3 separate regions of the Zea mays genome follow, and regions 2 and 3 are each linked to region 1. Evidence: chromatin contacts called from public Hi-C data. All regions are on one chromosome and are shown on one strand. The core of a region is the stretch at or near the end of the contact, and the rest is flanking DNA. Distances in the headings are between cores, read along the strand shown.

Region 1 (3,918 bases), core at 650-3,149:
CACGCGGATTTGTTTTACCGAGGTTCGGTTCTCTCAAACCTACTCCCCGTTGAGGAGGCCACAAAGGCCGGGTCTCTTTCAACCCTTCCCTCTCTCAAACGGTCCCTCCGACCGAGTGAGCTTCTCTTCTCAAATCAAAGCCGGGAACAGAACTTCCCCGCAAGGGCCACCACACAATTGGTGCCTCTTGCCTTGATTACAATTGTGTGTTGATCACAAGAACAAGTGAGAAAGAAAAGAAGCAATCCAAGCGCAAGAGCTCAAAAGAACACGACAAATCTCTCTCGCTAATCACTAAAGCCTTATGTGGAATTGAAGAGGATTTGATCTCTTTGGTGTGTCTAGAATTGAATGCCTAGCTCTTGTAAGTGGCTGAGAAGTGGAAAACTTGGATGCAATGAATATGGGGGTGGTTGGGGTATTTATAGCCCCAACCACCAAACTTGACCGTTGGTGGAGGCTGTCTGTTCGATGGCGCACCGGACATGTCCGGTGCCCCAGCCACGTCACCAATGCCGTTGGATTCTGACCGTTGGAGCTTCTGACTTCTGGGCCCGCCTGGATGTCCGGTGCACACCGGACATGTACTGTTGGATGTCCGGTGCGCCAGTATGGGCGTTCCTGACATCTGCGCGCGCTGCGCGCGCATTTAATGCGTCGCAGGTAGCCGTTGGCGCCGAAATAGCCGTTGCTCCGCTGTTACACCGGACAGTCCGGTGTACACCGGACAGTCCGGTGAATTATAACAGAGCGGCTGAAGTGAATTCCCGAGGCTGGCGAGTTCCGGAGGCAGCTCTTCCTTGGAGCACCGGACACTGTCCGGTGTACACCGGACAGTCCGGTTAATTATAGCGCGAGTGCTTCTGGAAATTCCCGAAGGTGGCGAGTTCGAGTTGGAGTCCTCTGGTGCACCGGACATGTCCGGTGGTGCACCGGACAGTCCGGTGGTGCACCGGACAGTCCGGTGGTGCACCGGACAGTCCGGTGTGCCCGACCAGAGGTGCCTTCGGTTGACCCTTTGCTCCTTTGTTGAATCCAAAACTTGATCTTTTTATTGGCTGAGTGTGAACCTTTTACACCTGTATAATCTATACACTTGGGCAAACTAGTTAGTCCAATTATTTGTGTTGGGCAATTCAACCACCAAAATCAATTAGGGACTAGGTGTGAGCCTAATTCCCTTTCACATATTTTATACCCTATTTATTCACCTTAAAAAAATCAAAAACTTGATACCCGAATAATTATCCGTTTTCATCCCTACCACTTTTTCGGTTATTTTCAAAATGTTTTGAGAATAGATATTTTAATTTTTTGAACATAATATAATCCCATAAGAGCAAATCCGATAGTTATGTAAATTTTAACTCACTAAATCATAGATTCAAGTAGTTTCTAAATAACTTCACGAGTCTATAATAGCTCTCAAAATATAGATTATAGTTTTGTTTCGAATCTATTCACGTAAAAAAAGTCATAAATATGAATAACCACCTAGCTAGTTTTGTAAGGAGTTGGGAAATGTAAAGAGAAAATCAGGTTAGATACGAAATAGCTAAATTAAGGAAGTTTGTTAGAGAAGAGTGTTTAGGTTAACTATCTAAGTTATTGATTTAGAGAATGGAGTTGCTCAAAGAAGGTTTTGGAAATATTGTATTTGGCACTATCTCTCACGGTACAACTTTATTTTTTAAAAGGTGTACAGCTACAAACGTGAAAGTTTTGATTTTGACACTCTTCGGAACACCAGATTTTGTGTGTGTTTACGGTAAAAAATAATCTGGAATTTTATGGAGCGGCCTAGATTTTCATGCTGACCATGGTCATTGACAGAGTATCCAAATTACGGAAGCACCCTCCAAGTCCAACGTGACACTCGGCTGTTCCATTCGTGATCCCATCACACCAGCCGCCGTCTTCTCCCTCACTCCGCCACGCCACTAAAACCCTAATCCCTCGCCGCCATGGCTGCGGCGGCGGCCGCCACCTCGCTCCTCATACGCCACAACCGCAACCCCCACCTCCTCCTCCTCCGCGCCGCGATCTCCTCCTCCCGCGCACTGTCCCAGCAGCCGGAGCTGTCTCCTGACCCGACCACCGGCGCCCCCGACCCCGCCGGCGCCGCCCCACTCCCCCCAAACCCCAGCACGGGGAGCCCCTTATACAGCCAGAACTGGCGCAACCCCGCCGCAGCCAACCCGCCCTCTTCGCTTCTGCCCACCGTCGCCGCCGGCAGCTCCTTCGGAGCGCAGCACCGCATGGCCGCCTTCTACGATAAGCCCGACGCCGCGGGGCTCAAGGAAACGTTTGCCAAGTATATGGCGGAGCAGCGGTGGGAGGACATGAAGCTTCTGTTCGACCACTGGGTGCGCTCCCTCGACGCCGCCACGGGGAAGCCCAACCACCCCGACGTCGACCTATTCAATCACTACCTCCGCGCCAACCTCATGACGGGTGCCGTACCGCACGAGATGCTCGATCTCGCCGATCACATGCGCGAGTTCGAGCTCGAGCCCAACAGTGCATCGTACAACCTCGTGCTCAAGAGCATGGTCGCCGATAAGGAGTCCTACGGCGCCGAGAAGCTCATTGAACGGTTAGTGTGATATTCTGATATTCTTTTATGTACTGCATTGTCGTTGCTAGGTGCACTGAATGAGGTATTCTGATTTCAGTTCCGCTACCTAGTTTATTTACTACACTTTTATTAGGTGCGGACCTATAAATCTATAATGGTATAACCATACAAGTATCTTCTGTTGGAACCTATGGATTACAGTACTGAATTATCTTTTGTGACACTGGGATGTGGTTGATTCTGACGATTGTTGTCAAGTCTGGTATGATTACTTGCATAGTTAACTGTTTTACTTTGGATATTGGTACGTTAGGCTAATAGATTGCTAGCTTGACCTAAGGTACATGGAATGGTCTACATATATTTCTTATTGGCAAACATAATGATGGGAAATGGAAATACTGTTATCTCTTATGCTTGATGTTGGCTGGTTTTGCATTTGTTTTATGGATGTGTGGAAATTGTTCACTCATGAGGCTCTATGAAAATTGGTTTGCTCAGACTACCTCTATATTATGGATTTGTGATGTGTGGTTGATAAGAACTCGTATCCTTTACATTGCATAGTGTATACTTATTAATAAAGCGCCTTTTAGGTTGGGTTTTAAATTCCAGAAACTGGTCTTATCTACACATCTGTAGTTTTACTTCTTAAATAAATATGTGCAGCATTGATATAACAAAGGTGATATTGGAAAACTTTTTTATGCATGTTGGAGTGGACGCACTAACCAGTTTTTCAACTCAAAAGCTTAAGCTGATAGGAGAAGGCATGCAATCCAATTAAACACTTCAACACCCCACTCACGTGCAGCCAGAGAGAAAGGCGCAAATGGGGAAATAAATGGGTGGAGGCACAAATAAAGCCTCTATCAGGATTCGAACTCGAGACTTCTGCTCTGATATCATGTTAGAGTGGACGCATTAACCAGTTCAACCCAAAAGCTTATTAAGTTGCATACACCAACCAATTCAACCCAAACGCTTAAGCTGATGGGAAGAGGTGAGCAATTTACTTATATTATGTTCCAACACTCCCCTCACGTCGAGTCTCTCTTGGGTCTCAGACGTGGAATAGAAGCGAACAACAATTATTTTATTTTAATTGCGCTAACCAGGATTCGAACTTGTGATCTCTGACTTTGGTACCATATTAAGTTGCATGCACTAACCAGTTCAACCCAAAAACTTAAGCTTTTGGGAAGAGGTGGACAATTCACTTATATTATATTCCAACAATGCACATTATTTTCTTGTATTCCTTTTACCATTCTTTTTTTGCATGGCAACAATCTATACTTCAATTTGTACCAAATTTTGTTGTTCTTTCAAGGTCACTT
Region 2 (3,918 bases), core at 1,000-3,499, 190 kb after region 1:
CTGCACCAATTTTAGTGGCTTTCTAGGATTTCTTTGACCTTTTTGGACCAGGAAGAGATGATGTGTTCTGGCATCTTTTCATCATGAGACATGACATGACAGCAGGGGAAATAATACAGAAAAGTTCATCATTTAAATAGTAGACTCTACTAGGTACAAATTATCATTTAAATAGTATCTTCTAGTATACTGTACAGGCTATAAGCTTTGCAGATTTGTATGAAACTAAAATAAAACAGCAATTGTGTGTGTGTGTGTGGGGGGGGGGGGGGGTGCAGGGGTTGGCCTAGCCTTGGTTCCACCAGTGTTCCTATTGGGTAACGGTACCATACCACAAATCCTATTGATAAAAAAAATACTGTGGTGCAAATGACTTGATTTAAACATGCAAACTTGCAAAATTAGTATGAATTAATAATCTAAAAGGAAATACTCATATCATCCCAAAGCTAATCCATTGGACCCTTAGAACCACAAAGACGATGGCAACCAAGATATTTGCATTTTCCTCCACAATAATACTGCACGAGCAGATCATACTTACTTTGATGTACAACACAACATCACAAGCGCCTACTCCTGAGATTATGATTGGCAACCACCATCCTAAACCGATTTGAGAAGTCCATTCATTGCTATCCTTCTCCTATCCCTGGTGGTCATGCGCTCACCATAGGCTGACAAAATGTCTGCAAGATCAATTACTCCAACTTCCTTTAATCTCTTGCTGACCTCTTCAAACATTACGGCTCCCTCATCATTCGAGAAATAGTACAGAAACTTGTTATAGTCAAATCTCGGCACATCTACCCCACCCCACATTGTCCTCTCTACAAACTTGGTCGCCTCCAATGTCCTCCCGGCTTTCACCAAGCCACCAACAAATATGCTCTCAAAATTCACCAATGGATCCCTCCCCTTCCGACCCCTCTTCCCAAGGTGCCCCTGAAGCAACATGATGTAAGTGTGCATGTTCGGTTCACATCCCCTGGTGATCATCTCCCTGAACACCTCAGTGGCCTCCCCTGCTCGTTTGATCCTCAGCAACCCCTTCATCAATCCATGATAGAGAGCAATCTCCTTCTCCTTAACGCCATGGAACACCCTGTATGCTTCCCTCACCCTTCTCCTCGACATCAGCCCATACACCAAATCTCCCAGCACCTCACCATCCACTTCCAGACCTCGTTTTACCATTTCTGCCAACACCATGTACGCGCCCCATACCCTCCCTTCCTTGCACAGCCATGACACCACCGCGCGGCAGCACCCGCCTCCGTTGTCCCGCACTCCGCTCCTCCGCATTCCGTCGAACAACTTCATGGCGTCGGCTACGCGGTTATTCTTGAACATGGTTACCACGATCTCCTGGTACGCCGCGGCACCCGGCTCGAGGCCGCGCCTCTCCATGCCATTCCACACCCTGCATGCGTCCGCAAGAGACCCCGCACGGCAGTACGCAACGACCAGCAGGTCGCAGCACCTGCCCGTGCGCGCGACGCCGTGCCGGTGCTCGGCGCGCTTGATCGCCTTTTCCGCGACGTCAGGGAGCCTGCACGGCTCCGAGCACGCGACGTCGGTGACGAACGTGAGGACCCGAGCGCGGTGGCACTCGGGGAAGAGCGTCACGAGCGCGGCTACCTTCCCGACCTCGCGGGCGGGAGCGAGCCCTCGCACGGCGGCGCGGAGTGCCGCGGCGGAGAGGAGGCTGCGGGGCAGTGAGAAGAGCGTGGAGTGGAGGAGGTCGATGTTCCCGGACTTGGCTAAGACGTCTAGGAGGCGGGCGGCAGTGGCTGGGGAGTGTGGGAACCCACCGCCTCCGCTGTCGCTGTCGCTGTCGCCGTCGCCGTCGCCGGCGCCGGCGCCGCGGTGGAGGGTGGAAAGGTGCGAGAGGAGGCGGTGCACGGGGCGCCAGGAGAGCGGGAACCGCGAGGAGGCCTGGAGGAAGAGCTCGCGAATGTCGGCGGGCGCGGTGGGCAGCGGCAACGCGGAGAGGCGGCGGCGCAGCGCGTCGTCGGGGTCGTGTTGCTGCTGGTATAGGATCGTGCATAGGCGGAGCATCAGCGCCGGATCGGTGGGCTTAGGCACGGGGGCCGGCGCGGGAGACGGCGTGGTGGAGAGGTGACAGCAAAAAAAAAGGAGGCGGTGGCGGGGACGGGGAGGCATCGTGTGGCTTCGGTCGTTGGTAAGGCGACGAAGGGCGGCGCGGGCGCGCGGCTCAGCCTCAGCGGTTGAAGAGCGCGAGAAAGCAGCCCGGCTGGGGCACACTGCCGTGCAACTGTGAGGTGAGATCGACGAACGGAATCTGGGCCGTGGGATCGTTGGGCTGTGTGGCCCGTGCGTGCACATGGGCATCATTTGTGCCTTGTGGGTATAGATGTCCAAACAGTGCGGGCCGCCCGTTTGGCCCGTGGCACGGCACGAATTTAACCCGGTCCAAATACGGCCCGACACGGTCGGTTATGGGCCCGGACCGGCACGGCCCGTTTAGCGGGCCGGTTATGGGCAGATACGACGGCCCGCGTGCTTTGGCCCGGCCCGGCCCGATAAATAGGTCGGCCCGACGGCGGCCTGCATATTTATGTAAATACTAAATATGTAAATACATTTAATTCTCTCATAGTATGTAAATACTAAATACGTGGCCAAACATATATAAAATACATACATAAATATTTTGTTGTCTTAATATATATAAATAATATGTTATTATATATGATTAATTCTGTTAAATATATGTATTTATATACCGTTCTACTGTTGGTTCGGGTCAGTGCCCGGCCCGGTCCGTTGAGGCCCACCGGGCCAACGGGCCGGCCCGGCACGATTTTTCCCTGTGCGTGCCGGGTTTGGGCATGTCCTTAGGCACGTGGGTCAGCCTGACCCGGCCCGAAGCATCAACGGGCCGTGCCTGGCCCGGTCCTATTCGTACCGGGCCGAAACGGGTTCGGGCCGGGTCCGTGCCGGGTGGCCCGTTTGGACATCTATACTTGTGGGTACAGGAACACGGCTCGCGAATGATTTTTCGTTGTATTGGGAAGGGAAAGTTAGACACAGACAGCTTAGGCATTGTTCAATTCTTCTCATTGCAAATGAATTAGATGTGATTAGAAAAAATTAAGAAAAAAATGACTTGGATTTAAATTTACCTAATCTTACTCAATCTATATGAATTGAGAGAGAACCGAACAAGCCTTTAGTATACTCTTTTAGTTTTGTTGGAGTTATACCAAGGACTAGAATAGAGCTGGAGTGGAACTCTATATTTTATCTCTACTACTCTATGATGGTAGAGTGGGCGTTCACTTTTTTTGGTGAAGCACGCCACGCCCCCGCCCAACATCATCAGCGTTCGTGTCCTCTGTCTCCCGCAATCCCCGCCCGGCCATCCCACGCTCGCGCCATCGATGGCTCTCCTCCTCGCCTCGCGTCCGCCACCTCCTCCTCGCCCCACATATGGTGCGTCCGCCACCTCCTCCTCGCCCCGCTTGCTGCTATCTGGGGAGATCTCCTCGTCCCACATGCGGCGCGTCCGCAGTCCACGAAAGGTCTGCACCTCCTCCCGTGCCGTTAATGGAAGGTCTGCCACCTCCTCCCGCGCCCGCGCCGTCAATGGAAGGTCCGCCACCTCCTCCCGCGCCCACGTCGTCAATGGAAGGTCTGCCACCTCCTCCCGTGCCTCCCTTTCCCTATGAGCATCCCCTGCCATTCATGGCGCTCCCCATCCATCCTCAAAAACTTCTATTTAAGAAACCCTAATCGAGCCCACCAAAACCATCCCCATCCTCCTCAGATCTTCCACGCCCTCCGATTTTACCTTTTGTCTCTGTGTCTTGTTTTTATTACAGAATCTGTAGCAAATGGCTAACGACGAGGACACCCAGCCCCTTGTTTGTGACAATGGACTGTTTCAGTACA
Region 3 (3,918 bases), core at 387-2,886, 170 kb after region 1:
GAGGGTCAATCAGTGCTTGGAAACATTTTTACGCAGCTTTGTGCAGTCCTGCCCTTCAAAATGGTCCTCATGGTTGTCCGTGGCTGAGTTCTGGTACAACACATGCTCTCACTCATCCTTGGGCTCTTCCCCATTTGAGGTTCTTTATGGGCGTGCACCTCGTCACTTCGGTCTTTCAGTGGAGGATTCTGTGCAGCACACTGATCTCAGTTCTTGGCTTTCACAACGTGAGCTGATGCTGCGCATTATTAGGAACAACTTGCTGCGTGCCCAGCAGAGGATGAAACATCAGTCTGACAAGAAGCGAACTGAACGCGTATTTCAGATGGGCGATAAGGTATATTTGAAACTCCAACCGTATATCCAGTCCTCTGTCGCTACTCGGGCAAATCATAAGCTTTCATACAAGTATTTTGGCCCTTACGAAGTCTTGCAGAAGGTGGGTGCCGTTGCATACAGACTTCGTTTACCAGAATCTTCTTCAGTTCATCCGGTGTTCCATGTCTCCCAGCTCAAACAGTATATCAAACCCACTTGTGCGGTGAGTGCTACACCACCAACGGCTGCTACTTCCTTGTGTTACCCAGTGCAGGTGTTACAGAGGCGCTCAATTGCTCGTGGCGGCCACCAGGTCGAGCAAGTATTAGTCCGCTGGTCTGACTGTGATGAAGCGCTGGACACATGGGAGGATGAAATCACTCTGCAGCGTCAATTCCCAGCAGCCGCTGCTTGGGGACAAGCAGCCTCAAAAGGAGGGGGGAATGTCAGCTCCAAGGGAAATGGTGCACGTGAGGGAGCAGGAAGACGTTCGGATGGCGGTGGAAATCAGAAACAGCTGGAGAAAGAAGTGCTGGGCCGCCGTGTGCCTAGGCCCAGTGGTCGATATCCATCGGACAAGTGGTCCGTGTAAGAGTGCTGTAAGGGGTACTAAAACTAAGACTGGCCACAGTGAACGCTAAGAATGAAGAAAATACTATTGCTCTCCTTCCATCTCCTACCTCTGGTTCTCCTCTCTACCGTAGTTGTAGTAGGCTGCTAACATTTAGCGCCTCACCACATAAGTAAATTTGCTAAGAAACAAGAAAAAAAATCTCTCATAATCACTGATGACTAATACATAGATGACACTTTATTTGACTTTTGAAGAGTGGCATCCATGAGACGAAAAAACCAAACACCTGAAAAGAAATCTTTTTAATGCAAAAATTGAATTCTTTGAAAATAATTAGCGTGAAACATAGTATAGTACTCCCTTCAATTATAATACTTTTAAATTATTTATATATACCTTTTTATTATATATTTAAATATAGTATATATCTTAGAGGATATAAAAATTATATTATATATATAGAACGTAAAATCTGAAGAAGCTTTCATCCGATACATGTCTAAAAAGCATCCCTCCGTGATACAAAACTAAACTAAGTGGCGTTAAATAAATAAAAAATAGATGTAGAAGAAACCAAATACTAGAAGAGTTAATAGAGAATTAAATATAGTTTTTGTATTTAAATTATAGGTAGTTACGTTTAATATAAACCGTGTAACTAACCCAAAAATAAACGTGAGAGATCTTTTAAAAAAACATTTTCTCCTGAAAAAGTGTTTCCAGAGGGAAATTAGAAATCCATCCCGATCCTATCGTCCCCAATTTCTTCTGCTCCACCTAAATAGATCCGTAGCCGTAGCCTAGGCGCGCACATTGCAGAAAGATCGAGCGGAAGGTCGGCAGCAGGCGCATAGATGCAGGGGTGAGGGCACGGGCGGCAGCGCTTGACGGGCGACGAGTAAACCCTAACGCTTTGATTGCGGGCGGCGTCGTCTGAGCCAGTCCCGAGTCGATACGCTGTCATGCCTGTCAATCCTCCTCCGCCACCTCCTGGGTCGTCGTCTTTGGCTCCGGCGGGGGCCAGCTACTTCCCGCTCCCTTTCCACCTGCAGCAGCACCAGCCGCCGCCGCCGCAGGTGCCGCCGCCTATGGCGGCGAGCAGCTATCAGCAGTATCAGCAACAGCTGCATCAGGCCCATCAGCTCTTCCAGCGGGACGCGCAGACCATAACCCCCGAAGCGCTGCAGAGCGTCAAGGCTGCCCTCGCCACCAGCGACGTCCTCGACCCCGTCGCCGCCGCCAACGCCAGGCTCTCCGATCCCTCTACCAGCAAGAAGCCCATCCCCCGTCGCGCTGCCGGACAATCCTGGGAGGATCCTACCCTCACTGAATGGCCCGAAAGTAGCAGCCAACATAACCTATTAATCCAGTTTCCTTTGTTTTATGCTTCTCCCTTATTTCATTTCCTTGTGTTTCAACTCTTAACAATTTGCAGACGACTACCGGCTGTTCTGTGGAGATCTAGGCAACGAAGTTAATGATGATGTTCTCTCCAAAGCATTTTCACGGTTTCCATCCTTCAACATGGCAAGGGTAAACGGCCCATTTTTATCCAAAAAAGCTTATTTGTAGCAAAACTTATTCAACGATCCAATTATTGTTTGCCAGGTTCTCTGAAATTTGTTATGTAATATCTACTGTCAAATTCTTTTACTGTTTATGGAATAAAACTAACTAAAATTCTCAGGCTTTTAATTGTGGCATTGGCTGTTAAAATGCATGGCTGAACATGTCCAATACATAGAAATATCATTCAATGTAGTTCTGCCTCAAGTCAAAAGTTATGCAGATTGCCAAATAGTCTCGCCCGAAATGATTATCATAGGTAGATAACATTTACAGACCGCACGAGGTACTTCAGAGGCTGATAGGGAGTTTATTGGCAAATTCATTGCTTAGAAATTAGAATACATTCTATGGGAATGTATATGTGCAGTCTTATCTGAAATGAGAATGATTAATGTAGGATTTTAGGTAGATAACTTTTAAAGGCTTCATGAGGAAGATAACGTTTACATCCTGCACGATATGTATTTAATCTACACCCCAAAAATGATTAATCTGATTAGATTATTTCAGTAGCACACATGAGGTCCGACTATATAATCTTTTGGCATGAACTATATGCGCATCATAGCATTTAAATAGGAGGTTCCCTGTTGATGAAATCATGCCTTGCGCTACTTCCTATGTTTACAAAATGATTTTTTTGTCAGTTCTGCCTAATTAGTTTTGCTAAACCTTTTCTACCATTCTCTATAGATATCAGTTCAGGATGTGTATATTATCTAGAAGAGTACTTTACCAATAATGTAAAATTTAACTGAATTTTGCATGAATATAATTGTAACTGTAACAATAGAAAGGTAACTGTGGCATCCAAACTCCAAAATGTCCTCTATGATTGCAATGACTAAAATCATGAATACTTAATTACTTAGATTTGTCAAGGTTACTTATAGTAGGTAAATGATGACATGAAAAGGGTTTTGTATCGTGGACTACATAAACCTGTTAGTCGTTTAGATCTACTAAGTTCCTTAATAGTCACTAGTAAGGTGTAGATATTAAGTATGGAACTTGGAAGAAATCAAAATGGTTGACAAGCATTAAAATGGATTTTCACTGTTCCATTTAGATCTCTCTAGCGCCTGACTGTTGCCAAAGGACTATATAAAGAAATGATAAATTCAAATCATAAAACTGATTTCTGCAACTGTTAGCTGTTTACATAACATCAGTGATGCACATACTGATATTGTTTCCTATATAAATTTTTGCATGCATTGGAGATAACCAGCATTTCCTATGGATCTTTTCATGGTAATATGCTACTTCATGCTAGCTAGTTCTGATAATTGCATTGATGACTGTTTGTTAATGACTTGTCACATGAAGTAGCGAAAACCAAAATAAAAGCAACAGGGCTCATATAAGCTTATGCATCCCTGAAGAAATTCGTAGTAACAATCTACACTTAGTTGAACTTGTTCTCTGCTTCCTTTGATGCTTATAAGTTATAACCT

The links. A called contact is a pair of places that touch in the nucleus more often than the background predicts.
Region 2: a Hi-C map of leaf shows a contact between it and region 1, with 6 times the contacts expected there. The contact joins the promoter of LOC100191698 here to the promoter of LOC103633393 in region 1. A contact is called at or near these places in 3 of 25 Hi-C or Micro-C datasets (ear, leaf and tassel).
Region 3: a contact with region 1 is called in a Hi-C map of endosperm, with 2.7 times the contacts expected there. The contact joins the promoter of LOC100193774 here to the promoter of LOC103633393 in region 1. A contact is called at or near these places in 4 of 25 Hi-C or Micro-C datasets (ear, endosperm, leaf and 1 more).

Annotation. Positions count from the first base shown.
Region 1 is chr7:172,442,782-172,446,699 of Zm-B73-REFERENCE-NAM-5.0, forward strand. LOC103633393 (pentatricopeptide repeat-containing protein, mitochondrial-like) reads left to right here and starts at 1,900. Exons shown (of 7, transcript NM_001346742.1): 1 at 1,900-2,596. The coding sequence starts at 1,965.
Region 2 is chr7:172,635,057-172,638,974 of Zm-B73-REFERENCE-NAM-5.0, forward strand. LOC100191698 reads right to left here and starts at 2,250. Exons shown (of 2, transcript NM_001137127.1): 1 at 545-2,250. The coding sequence starts at 2,166. The coding sequence ends at 607.
Region 3 is chr7:172,610,119-172,614,036 of Zm-B73-REFERENCE-NAM-5.0, forward strand. LOC100193774 (RNA-binding (RRM/RBD/RNP motifs) family protein) reads left to right here and starts at 1,637. Exons shown (of 6, transcript NM_001349836.1): 1 at 1,637-2,233; 2 at 2,328-2,425. The coding sequence starts at 1,855.